2 separate regions of the Capra hircus genome follow, and region 1 is linked to region 2. The links are chromatin contacts, called in public Hi-C maps. All regions are on one chromosome and are shown on one strand. Each heading gives the region's core, a stretch centred on a gene start, on an enhancer-like site or on the middle of the called end of the contact. The rest is flanking DNA. Distances are from core to core; before and after follow the strand shown.

What was found. Hi-C and Micro-C count contacts between places; a contact is called where the count stands out from the background.
Region 1: a Hi-C map of blood shows a contact between it and region 2, with 2.9 times the contacts expected there. The contact joins the enhancer-like site here to the promoter of GATAD2A in region 2. A contact is called at or near these places in 4 of 5 Hi-C or Micro-C datasets (blood and liver).

The regions. Positions count from the first base shown.
Region 1 is chr7:104,917,267-104,923,402 of ARS1.2, reverse strand. GATAD2A (transcriptional repressor p66-alpha) reads right to left here. Exons shown (of 12, transcript XM_018051497.1): 4 at 462-594; 5 at 230-361. Among named protein-coding and RNA genes, the nearest start is that of TSSK6, 21 kb to the left of the region's middle. Within about 2 kb of position 3,567, at least 4 of the 5 cell types and tissues checked have an H3K27ac peak or open chromatin away from gene starts, as enhancers often do.
Region 2 is chr7:104,835,803-104,841,980 of ARS1.2, reverse strand. It overlaps GATAD2A (transcriptional repressor p66-alpha), which reads right to left and starts at 4,742. Exons shown (of 12, transcript XM_018051497.1): 1 at 4,413-4,742.

The sequences.
Region 1 (6,136 bases), core at 2,318-4,817, 83 kb before region 2:
CAGATCCAGAATATTCTAGATTGAAATCTCCTCTAAGCTAAATCCAAAACATGAACTTGAGCCTGCAAATTTCCAATTCAGACCCTGCCCCTTTGCCCCCGAGGAAACCGGACTCCTCACAGACCCAGCTCCTGGGGCAGCACGGAGCCAAAGAAGCACCCATGGTTTTCTGTCCCTGGTCCTAAATACCTCTCACTGACCCCTGAGGAGTGAACAGCCATTCACATACCTTCTGGGTGGGAGTTTCTTTTTGTATTTGACTCTGCCGCAACTTCTTCAACAAAACCAGTTTTGCTTCTTCTAACCGTAACTCTTCTTTTAGTTGCTTAATCATCCTTTCTCGTTCTTCGGGACTGCTTTTCTACGAGGTCAAGAGAACATGGGTTGAAGGAGGGCTGGGGCCAGGGAGCACCAGCTGGCCCCACCGCGAGGCGGCTCCCTGGCGCGGGGACAGAGCTCACCATGAGGGCCTCGGTGCTGGTCTCCTTCGGGGGCTCCTCGGTCAGCCCATTCACCCTCGGGCTCGCAGGCTGCTCGTTGTCAGACAGCACGATCACATCAGGCGAAGGGGGTCTCCTCTCAGACTTCATGTCACTGTGGGGCAGGGAGGAGGGCTGTTACCTGAGCACCCTGCCTGTGGTGGGCAGCACTCCCACGGATGCTGGGATTCAGACGCAGACACAGTGAAGTGGAGGCGAGCAAGCTGGCCTCCCCACCCCTCCCCACAACCGCCTGCCCAGGCTGCCTTTTCTCACTGCACTCACCACGTGGCCCTCGAACCTGCCAGCTTACAGCTGTGCCCTTTAAAAAGTCAGGACTGTTCCCGATAACTACTTCTGTGTCCCCTGGGCTGAGGATACCTATGTGTCTGCGGGAAAACATCACATTTTGGAACCCACCACAGCCCCTTTCCGTACCATACGGCTCAGTACTGAACCAGAACACTTGCTCCTGGATCTTGGGCCTGCTGGTTGAGTGCCTACCTACCCATGCTGGAAGCCACCTGATAGGGAGGCCAGCCCCACCTGAATCAGCCTTTCTTTGCTGAACCCAGACTCCCTGACGACCCTCACGCCTGGACAGCCCACTTACCCCTCCCCAGGTGACAGAGGGGCTGAGGCATACACTTTCAGCCGACAGTCTAAGTCCCCAGCGTGGGGCATCACCACCTCACGAGGCAGCCAAGGCAGCCTGCTGTGGGGTCCTTCCTGGGCTACAAGTGGGCTCTCTATCCTGCCAGTGGCAACGTGGCAGTAGTGGCTGCAGGTTTTGAAACTGACTGGAACATGGCACATATTTGCTCTCACATACCAGGGTACTACCCAGCCACTTAATCTGCTCACAGACTAGCTCCCAGCCACCCCTGCCCATTATCCTCTGCCCTCGTTTCCCAATCCTACCACTCAAGTTCCTCAGAACGTATATGCACATCTAGTAATGTTCAGTTCAGTTCAGTCGCTCAGTCCTGTCCGACTCTTTGCGACCCCATGAATCGTAGCATACCAGGCCTCCCTGTCCATCACCAACTCCCAGAGTTCACTCAAATTCACGTCCATCGAGTCAGTGATGCCATCCAGCCATCTCATCCTCTGTTGTCCCCTTCTGCCCTCAGTCCCTCCCAGCATCAGAGTCTTTTCCAATGAGTCAACCCTTCGCATGAGGTGGCCTAAGTACTGGAGTTTCAGCTTTAGCATCATTCCTTCCAAAGAACACTCAGGACTGATCTCCTTTAGAATGGACTGGTTGGATCTCCTTGCAGTCCAAGGGACTCTCAAGAGTCTTCTCCAACACCACAGTTCAAAAGCATCAATTCTTTGGCGCTCAGCTTTCTTCACAGTCCAACTCTCACATCCATACATGATTACTGGAAAAACCATAGCCTTGACTAAACGGACCTTTGTTGGCAAAGTAATGTCTCTGCTTTTCAATACGCTGTCTAGGTTGGTCATAACTTTCCTTCCAAGGAGCAAGCATCTTTTAATTTCATAGCTGCAGTCACCATCTGCAGTGATTTTGGAGCTCAAAAAAATAAAGTCTGACACTGTTTCCCCATCTATTTCCCATGAAGTGGTAGGCTTCCGCTAATGGCATTGCTGACCACATATATAAGGACCAACGGGTCTCAGAGACAGTGCTTAGCGCCAAGCCAAGCAGCTCTGTTTGCTGAGGACATAATGTAAACTCTCCCTTAAGATCTAGCCTCAGCATCTGTGTTGAAAGAATGCAATCAGCAGGAAAGCCAGCCAAGGACTGAATTCGCCCGCTAGGTGGCACTATGACCCAGAGAACAAACTCGGCTAAGTTAACTGGGAGTAGTAACAACTCAAAGTTGTCCCACTCCTTCCAGCTGAGTGGGGAAGCAGAGTTAGGGATGGGAAACCGGTATTTTAACAGCCCACTGAACTGCCCTTTCCACTCCCAGAGTGAGCTATGCCTTCAGGGAAGGGGGGTGCACAGAGGACCACACACCGGGTTCACTGACTCCCCCAACCCCTCAACCCGCAGCGCTCTCCCTTGGCCCACCCTCATCTCAGCTCTCAGAGCAGCACAGCCGCTGCACTTTAGCGAGCGCAGCCCTGATGCGACGGGACCACCACAGGTACAGCTGCTGGGTGGGCTTCCACGAGCGATCAGGAGGCGCCCATTTCAAGGTACAGAACTCCCTCATTGGGGTTAGCAGCCCACATTTTCAAGCCCAGGAATTGGCTGGCTGTCTATAAAATAACCCAGGATGTCTCACTAGGGCCTCAACAAACCAAAAACCAATGCAGTTCAGGAACTCTTTCAAGTCTGTGTCTCCCTGCTGGCTGCCAACTCTGCCCAAGATACACATCAAAGATGACCCCGGGGCTCCAACCCAGGTTCTGTGGGCATGCGCACAGGCACTGAGCAGACACAAGGCTCTGGCACGAGGGCCGCAGCCGCTGGTCGCAGCCCAGGCAGGCTCCCAGGCGGCCACACAGCAGAGCAGCAGCCTCGGCAGAACCAAGTCTAGAGTTACAGACGGCCGGTGCTTCCTGAGCAAGAGCGAACGGGGGCAAGGGTAACCGACAGGGATTTATCACTTTTTACCATCTCATGGAGCATGTGCCCATCTCCAAGGTGAGATGCCTAATACAGCTCAAATCTGCCTGAGGGAAGAGGGCAGGGTTAGGGGCTGGACCACATGGAAGCTGAAGCTGCCTAAGATGACCACTGTGACCAGAGCTCTCCCAGGTCCCATCTTGGACCGAGACTAATCAATAACTCGTCCAAGAGATGACATCACCTCCCATCAGTGATCACTCAGCATCCCAGCAGCCAGCAGGGAGTGAACTTCCTGTATGCTAATCAGGCCACCAAAAAGTCATGTGACAAAGGCATTTCCCTCTTTGGTCATGTGACCCTTTAACTGTGCCTTCCAACGTGAAAACCATGGCAACAGCCAGTTCTAACCAGTTTGTGACATGCAGCCTTCATTTTGAGAAGTGAGGTAGGGTTCAGGTGCTGTCAGGAAATGGAGGCGCCAGCTCGCCCTGGGGCTGCAGGGCTGCAGGCACTTCCTGTGCGGCGCTGGCCCACAGGGGACTGCTCGCTTGTTACAGGGACCTGGGTCGCCTCTTCCGAACGCAGAAGGGCCACCAGCCACTAGTTTCCAACAAGGAAAACTTTCCTAAAGCTCAATTTTAACACAAAGGTACTTCAAGTTTCTCAGAACTTTCCCAGCGAGCTCTTTTAATTCAAGGAAAAGGATACTCATTTGACAAAGGCTCAAAATTATCGTGGGCATTCTTTTTCTAAAAAAACGTATTCTAAATTATAAAACCATCTAGCCCAACATGCCAGGGAAGCAGTGTAGTGGCCGTGTATATTATCTCGGTCCAGGGAGGCTGCCAGGGCACCACATTTATTTCAAAGCTATGATTTCAGGGCAAATGCATTAAGCCTAGCCTGCCCATCTTGGGAATCCTGATATAAATTATTATGATCAGAAGAGATTTTATGTGACCTGGAAGCAAGCCAGGCTGTTCGTGAAAACGTTCTCACTACCTCCCTCCCTTGAATGCCACCCGAGGCTAAACAAACAAAAATTCTGTTACATGCCCGGAACTTCCGTCAAGTTTCCTGGAGTTTAAAACTTAACTTACAACAAGATCCCTCCATTCACAGCACCACCATCCCAGGTGCTTACCCAGCAGTGGTCAGTGCGGGGTTAACACTGAGTGTCTCACTGGCCTGTGCCAGGGGAAGCAGTTTTCATCAAGGGAACGCAGCCCTGACCTTTGCTGTTCTCCACACGCGCCTGCCTGATGTCTGGGCAAGGTGCACTTGACCCACACCCATGCATCCATGTTCTCACTCCTTCCTAGCTGCTGGAAGCCAACCTAAGAAGTGGGTGCCGTGTCCAGCAGCGGGGAGAAACCCCTGGATAACAGCAGTTCTGTCTTTAGGGTCAGCCAGGAGGGACAGGGGCACGCGGGAGCAGACCACCGCCCACCCAGCTTCACCAGAGGACATTACTGTCCCAGACTTGTTTGACCAAAGCCTGCATTTTTCTAAGATCCCTGAGATGCCTGCACACATGAACGAAGTCGGGGACAACTGTGGGCCCAATGAGGCCTCAGGACAACAAACTGCTCCTTGGGGCTAACCAGGGGGAGAGAAGCAGGGCTGGCAGCCAACCAGTCCCTGCCAGAACCCTCCCACTTCCCCCCATCTTTTGGCCCCAGCTGGGTGAGGAGAGGCAGGTAGTTGCTAACCGTTTAGGGGGGTGGGGGAGGCTTTGCTAGACCCCGCACCAAGCACACACTTGTCTTGGCCCCACCAGACCCTCTGCCAGGGCATTCCTCCCACTAGAGCCCACTCACACCTTCCAGCCCACAGGTCTCTCCAGTCCCCAACCCCTGAACCCCAAACTCCTGCTGCTCCTGAGCTGCCCCCACCTTCACCACCACCCACTGCAAGGAATGTCCCTCCATCATATTCTCATCTCCCCTGTGACAGACCCAACGCACGCTGGAAGAGGCACTTCTCGAACAGCCCCTGGAAGCACAGTCAGCACTACCCCACTGCACTCAGGGGACCCGTCCCCCAGCGGCACGCAGTCGGGGGAAGGCTTCCTAGTTCTACCCCCAAACTGCCCACCCTCAGCAGGGAGCTCAGGGCAAAACACTGGGGCCTTCACTGAAGGGCGGCAAAAGCCTGAGCAGAGGCCCTCCCCCGCCAGAGCCCAGCTAACTCACCCCTCACCTCCACAAGCTCGTCCAAGGCCAGCGCCCTGGCGTTCCTACAAGGGGCCACCCTCCCTCAGCCTCCCAGGGTGACGCTGCCACCGCCCACTCGACAGGTGGGTGCCCCAACCCAGGGCTGGGGCCAGGGACCGGTGCTCCCACTCAGACCCTCTCTCCAGAAGGGTGGGGCACTGCAGCTCCCAGTGATGGCCAGGATGTTCCCAGGGCGCTGTGACAAGGGCAAAAACAGGGGTCCAGCCCTGGTGCGGCGCCACAGCCCCGGGAGAGGGGCTGACGCCTCCTGAGCCACGGCAGGACTCTCCTCCTGGCACCACGCTGGCTGGTGGACAGGCCACAGGGCCTCCTCCCAGAGCAGGCACGGTGCGCCAAGCCTGCACGTGCTGAGGGAAGGAGGGGGTCACATGCCTGCAAAACTGCCCCACGTGGTCCTGCCTCTTTCAAGTGAGAAACCCAGGATAGGACATTCCCTCTCTGTGCCTCCTACAAGGTTGGGGACAGTAATTCCTGCCCTACTGCCCTTCAGCTTTGCTGGGTGAGGTGACACCTCAGTGCCAAGAAGGTTCAGATGCCCTAGGAGGTCACCGGGGCAGTTCGGGCCCCAACCTCCCGAGGCAGTAAGGAGCTGCTCGCTGTGAAGGTGAACTTGGCACAGCGGACAATCAGGTAACAGCTGAATATTCCCAGACCCAGTGAAGACAGGTGTTGAGTCTGCTCTCTGGGTGCTCAGGTGACGTCCCTGGTGTGCACCAACCTCCCCCACTTCCCTGTACCTAGCTCCAGGAGAGTCTGAGTTCACGAAGAATCCGCAATGCCTGTAGACTGACCACTGTGCGCCGTGGGCAGGTCTTTCCACATGCACAGATACTACACTGCTCAAAGATGTGCAAGCTCAACTCAGAAATCAA
Region 2 (6,178 bases), core at 3,493-5,992:
CAGACAGTCTGCGGAGAGGATAATGTCAAACTTAAAACTAGAAATTCAAAATAACATCCATTCATTTGAATAGAACAACTCCATAGAGTAGTTACTTCCCAATTTTGAAAGAGGTCAGCTTCTTTCTTATCATCAAAATCCCTCAGGGATTTAATGCCCCCAGTGCTGTCTCCAACAGGAAGGAAACCCTGACTTCCCCAGCTATTTCAGTTATATAAATCAACAGTTTATCGTCCAGAGTTAGAAGCTGGGCAGTGTTGGGACCCACATGCCTTTTAGAGCAGCCTACCAACGGATAACCACGTTACATTACATCTAATAAATGTACCTAGATCAATATCATTTCTAACTATCCAAGGGTTTTTATTGCTGTAAGGATCTTTCAATTTAAAAAAAAAAAAAAAAAGGTTTAAAAAACTTCCTGTTAGATAAAAGAGATGAGATGGTGGCGCCACCATCCACCAAAGTGAAGTCTGTGGTACATAAGAGACATAATTTCAGAAGGGATAATAATTCCTTTAAAGTTCTTAACCTTGTGTTTTATATTTTAAAAATAATAAACTTTGCTCCTTTCCCATATAATGGAATAAACGTCCTTAAGAGAATTTAGAGAAATTTAAGATTGGCAGATATTTCTTAGCTTCAACAGTTAAATTCACTGTGTGTGTATGAAAGAGAGAGGGAGAGAGGGAGTGGAGGGCAGAGGAAGGGCGAGGGGATATTTTTTGGAGGGAACCCTTTTCTTCTAACTTGGGGGCAATGCAGCGGAGGCCTAGCTCAGATTTCTCACTCACTATTCCCCGGCAACCCAGGTTGTAGCTATCAGGGACAAGTGCCATCTGTCCCCACATGAATAAGTGAAAAAGGCTGAGCCCAACTCATCAGGCCCAATTTTAAGGCTTCCACTAATTGCTAAGAAGAAAACAAGTGTCCTGCCCATTCATTCCAGTCCTCATCTGCAGAGGCTGAGTTAGCATCTCCACAGTCCTCTGGATATTTGGGACCACAAGGTGAATTCTGATCTCATGGGCACTACGCTACACACTCAATGTACTATTATTGTGTGGCAACAAATGCCTTTGTACATCACGTTTGCAGTTGTCTGTCCCCAAATCTGATCCATTACCCAAAAAGAATGGTTCATCTTCCAAGGTTCTAATGTAAGAAAAGATCACTTATCAGGTTGCATATCCTTCAGTCAAGCAGTCCCAAAATCGGGCCTAGGTTCCTATATGGGTCACTTTCTTTTTCTTCCCACAATTCAAGTTTGTAATAATCTTCTATCCAGCCTGTGGTCTAATTATAGTAATATATCTCCTTGTCTTTAACTCATAGGTTACCCCATTTTACAGAGGGAGAAAGCAAGGCCAAGGCAAACACAAACCCCTGCCACAAAGCCAATCTATCTCACAACTGCTATCTGAAAACAGAAAAAATGCTAGACCCAGATAGGCAGTGGATTTTGCAAGAGACAAGTTTCTTTCTCTTTGCTCTTCAGGCATATTTAGCCTTGGCAAAATATCAAACACTTCCTGGTCTGGGAGTCCAGGCCAGAACCATAGTCTCCTGAGCACAACAACCAACCTTTATTGCACACCAACCACGTGCTAGGTGCTGCGCTGGCTGCCTCCGGCTCATTATCCTAGACTCATTCATTCACACATCTGGGAAGCACTTCCCCATTTGCAGGCACTTTCACACATGTTCACGGAGATGTGACCCCCCTCAAATACTTAGTAATGTGCTGATCTTGTGCCAAAACTTATCTAAGGCCACACAGCTAGGAGGGACAGACCCAGAATCTGAATCAGGTCCTTCTCACTTCAAAGCTCTCCCTTCCCCAACCCTGCTGGTCCTGTGGGCTTCATTTCAAATAATAAACATGTGCCAGCACTTCTCTGTCCTATCTCAGGACATCTTAAGCCCCGAGTTCCCCACCATCTTCCTTTTCCCTTCAGGGCAGTGCCTACAGCTGACCAGGAAGAGGCAGCAGAGAAGCAACCAGGTCTGGGACAGCTTCCTGCCTGGACTTGACTACTGCAGGAGCAGAGGGCCCAGGAAACTCTCCAAGCCCTTCTCCACAGAAGAAAATAGCTCGAGTTGAAACTTGTGTCCACATGGTCCACCGACAGATTTAGAACTCAAATTATAGCCTCGGCAGGAGTCTTCACAAAGGACGCAAATTAAGCAAGACCCAGATGGAAATGAACAGGAGAGAGACAGTCTTAAGTCAAACTGTAAAGTGAACTGCAGTTTTAGCAGAGTCAGAGGGAAGAGCTGGTTGAAACGCTAAACCAAACAAGTTCAGCCTATGTTTCGGAACTTCAGGAACATTTCTCCCCATGTTTTTAGCCTGAGACTTGTGCATGGACACGAAGTGGTTACAAGTTACTCAGGTTTCAAATTGAGTTCATTCCTGTCCTTTGGACCATCTCTCAATGCCAGCATTCATCAACTTGGGCTCCAGAGAGCTCTGCGTTTGGCAAAACAGATAAAATTAGCTACTGGAGTGAACTTGGAATTCAGGGTGGGCCACTAAAATAAAGTACACATGAGATTTGTAAAAGCCACGTAAAAACTTCCTTTGAGCCAAGCTGAAGTCACCTAACTTAGAGAAATGAATTCAAATCCCCTGTTCTCTGCCTCCCTTCCTCCCTTCCTTGATCGAAGGTGACCCATTTCCTGCTTCTTGCCTTGCCTTTCAAACCAGAGTGTCCCACAAACTGAAGATCCACTAGAGATCAAGGGGTAAATGAGTCGACCTCAGGAGAGAAAACACAGCAGGAAGACCTGAATGAGCGGTTATTTTTTTCTTCTCCTTTTGCAGGGGTGGGGGGTGAGTTCTAGCGTGCAGAGGAGGACTGAGGATGGGACCGGAAGTGGGTCAGTCCCACAACATGAAGGTGTGATAATGGGGTACAGTGCTCCAGGCCTGTCCATCCTGTCTCTGCACTGGCCTGACAACACTGTAGTGGCCCCATGACTCAAACATGGAGTAACCACAGTTGTCATCTGACAACAGCTCTTGCTCCCCAAAATCTAGCAGGCCTTAAAGGATAAGAGAAAACAGAGTTTTGTTTTTTGCCTGTCTCTCAATTTCCCTTCCAGCCACAAATTCCTCCAGGTCCCCTGAAGCTGAGGTAAAATTCAGAGAATACCCCTAATCTGGCCAGAAAGAAGACTGAAGGTGGGAGGGGCATATTTCTGATCTCTCCTTCCAGAACAGAGAGAAGTTGAGTACCAAAAACAGAAACAGGGGTCTGAAGTCGGGGTCTCAAAGGAAAAGTGAGTTTTAATGCAAAGAGTTTTTGCATTAGAGAATCAGGAGGGAAACCTTAGGAAAGGGGAAATGTCCTCAGGCAAGTGGAAGGAGAACCCCTGGGAATGGAGGGGGACCCTTCAGAGAAGTGAAGAAACTCATTCCCTCTTCAATCAGAGAGGGGGTTTCTTGAAAGAGTGGAGGCACACTTCAGGGATGTGAGGAGCCTAATAAAGTGGGACATTTCATTTTAGGAAGAGAACCTCTGGAGAAGCCAGGGACCCCTCCAAACCCTGCGGCACCCATAGATCAGTAGGAGTCCCCCACAAAATGGAAACTGTTTTGGAAAAGTGGGGAACATTTCTTCAGACAAATAAGGGTCCAGTCATTAATATGAGCACTTTGGAGTAGTGGGCCCCCTCAAGAAAATGGAGGTACTCATCAAAAAGTTAGGGGTCCCATCAAAAGTGGGGACAACTCAAAAAAGTGGGGAACACCTCCAAGAAGGATTCTGACAGAAGTAGGAACACCTCAGATTAGTTGAGGAGGGCCACATGGGGAAAGGAGGAGGCCACCCAGAGAAATGGGACAGAGAAGCAGGGAGAGCGAAGCGGAAAGGTAGGGGGGAAGGGGAACCCATGAAAAGTAGGGGACGCCTCAAAAAAGCAAGGGCAAAAAAGGAACACAGTACTCAGTGGGACAACAGCTCAGAGAAGCAGGGATCTCCTTACAGAGGTGGGGGTCCCCCAGAGAACTGAGGGGCAGGGTCCTCTAGAAACAGGGATATCTCCTCAGAGAAGTGGCGGTCCTTCAGTGAAGATGGGGGTCGGTCCCAGAAAGGGAGGCGGTCCCCATAAAAGCAACCCCTCGGAGAAGCAGGGGTCCCCTTAGAGAAGTTCAGAGGAGGTGTCTCAGAGACGCGGGGCCCTCAGAAAACGGGCCCCTTAACGAAGCAGGAGGTCCCTCAAAGAGATGGGGCACGCTCAGGGAAGGGAGGCCCCCCTCAGAGAGGCAGGGTCCCTTAGAGAAGCAGGTTCCGCGACAAGAGGGTCCACGCATGGAAGCGGCCCCCTCGGAGAAGCGGAAGCCCCAGAGAAGCCCGGGGCACCGGAAGCCGGGGACCCGCCACCAGCGGCGTCCGCCCCTCACTCACCGAAGTTGCTCGGCGCCTCTGCGGGCGACTGCTGGGCCCCAGACGGCCTCGGGTGGCAAAGTCGGATCCCGTCCGCTTGGGTCTCGCGGCGGCAGCTCCCTCGGGTGGCGCCCGCGGCGGCGACAGGACGACGGACGATCGACCGACTGACTGCGCGGGCGGCGCGGAGCGCGTTCGGGCAGCGGGGGTGCGCGTGCGCGCGCCGGGGCGCTGACCCCGGGCGGGAGGAGCCGCCGCGCAGCGCTCGAAGCCGCCGCTTGGTCTCGCCGCTCCGTCTCACACTGAAATTGCCCGCTTCGCAGCCCGGCTTCCCCGGTTGCTAGGCAGATTTCGCCTCTCACACTTCCGGGTTGAGGCACGTCTCACCGAGTGGCGGCGCCGCAGGCCAATGAGGTCCGGCCAGGGTTCCCGGGATCCGCGCCCCGGCGGGGGCGTGGCCAGCCTCGTGACAGACAGCATTCGGCGGCCAATGAGCATACGGGCCGGCTGGCCCTCGGGATCGCGCCGGGGGCTTGGGCGGGCCCGAGGAGGCGGGACAAGATGAATGACATGCGATGTGCCAATGGGAGAGTGGAGCGGACCTCAGGTCCAGTCAGGGCGCTTCGGGGGCGGGGCTTTAGCTTCGGGGCAGGAACACCGCGAGGGGCGGAGCGTGAGGACGAGTCAATCCGTGGTCGGCTGCTCGGACACTGGCGGGGGGTTCTGCCCGGCTACCCAGCGGCCGACAACTGTCTGGGCAGGGGGTTCCCCGCAGTGCTCAGCAGGGGCGCCCCACCCACAATGCACCGGAGGCGGCTTAGGCCGGGCGGGCGTGGAGCGGTTACGCCGGGCAGTGGGCGGGGCCGCATGAGGCGCGCTCTAAGGACTCTGGGCGAACTGTGGCCAGCTCTTGTTCCCCAGGGGATTCGTTGACCTGGGCTCTCTTCTGACTAGAGTCACGGGTTCGACCCTCTTCTGAGGAGAACTTTGAGGAATCTTGCCCCTGGCCCCTCTTCTGAGAAGAGTTTTAGCGATTCTTGCCTTGCCCACTTTTCTGAGAACTGCCAGAATAAGAATGATTTTGTTATAAGAAAACGTGTAGGGATTCGGGCCCCTGCCCCCTTTACTAAGGAGAATTTGGGGGCCCACTGCCTTTCCTGGAGAATATTTAGCCAACATACCCTGCCTCTTTTCTGAGCCCTAGTGGTGGCCACTGGCCTTCTTCCTCCCTGGTGTGAGAGGCAGTGGGTGTTGCATGTCCTTGGCCTTCATTTCTGAAGATAACGGGAAATTCACAACTTGCAAGTCCTTCCTTCCACCAGAGAAGAAACTTGGAACTTAAAGCACCCTTCCTCTCTCCAGAGAGAAATCGCAGGAAACTGATGGCCCCTCATCCTTTTTACTAAATAATTGCCGAGGAGCTGTGCTCCCTGCGTTTTTTCTAAACAGTGTTTGAGTGTTGGAGAAAGAGTTCCTCTTTTCCTAAGAACTGCAGCCATTTGACTCCTCTGCCCTAGAAGAGTTATCCATTTAGCTCTCCTTCCCTTTTTTTCTTTTTTTATGAGAATTTTTCCAAGCAGCTATCAATTCTTTCTCAAGGGTCGAATCTGTGGTGCTTCCTAATTCTGTCCCCTATGGGGCTCTTCAGTTCCACTTTTCTGCTCTACTGAGTGGGGCCCTTCCAAGAAGCAGTCCTTTTTTTCTCACCTGTCCCCAGACAAAACTAAGCAGTAACTAAACTCTGCTGTAGCATCACCATGGCCTACCAGGTGTCTGAGGCTTTCACC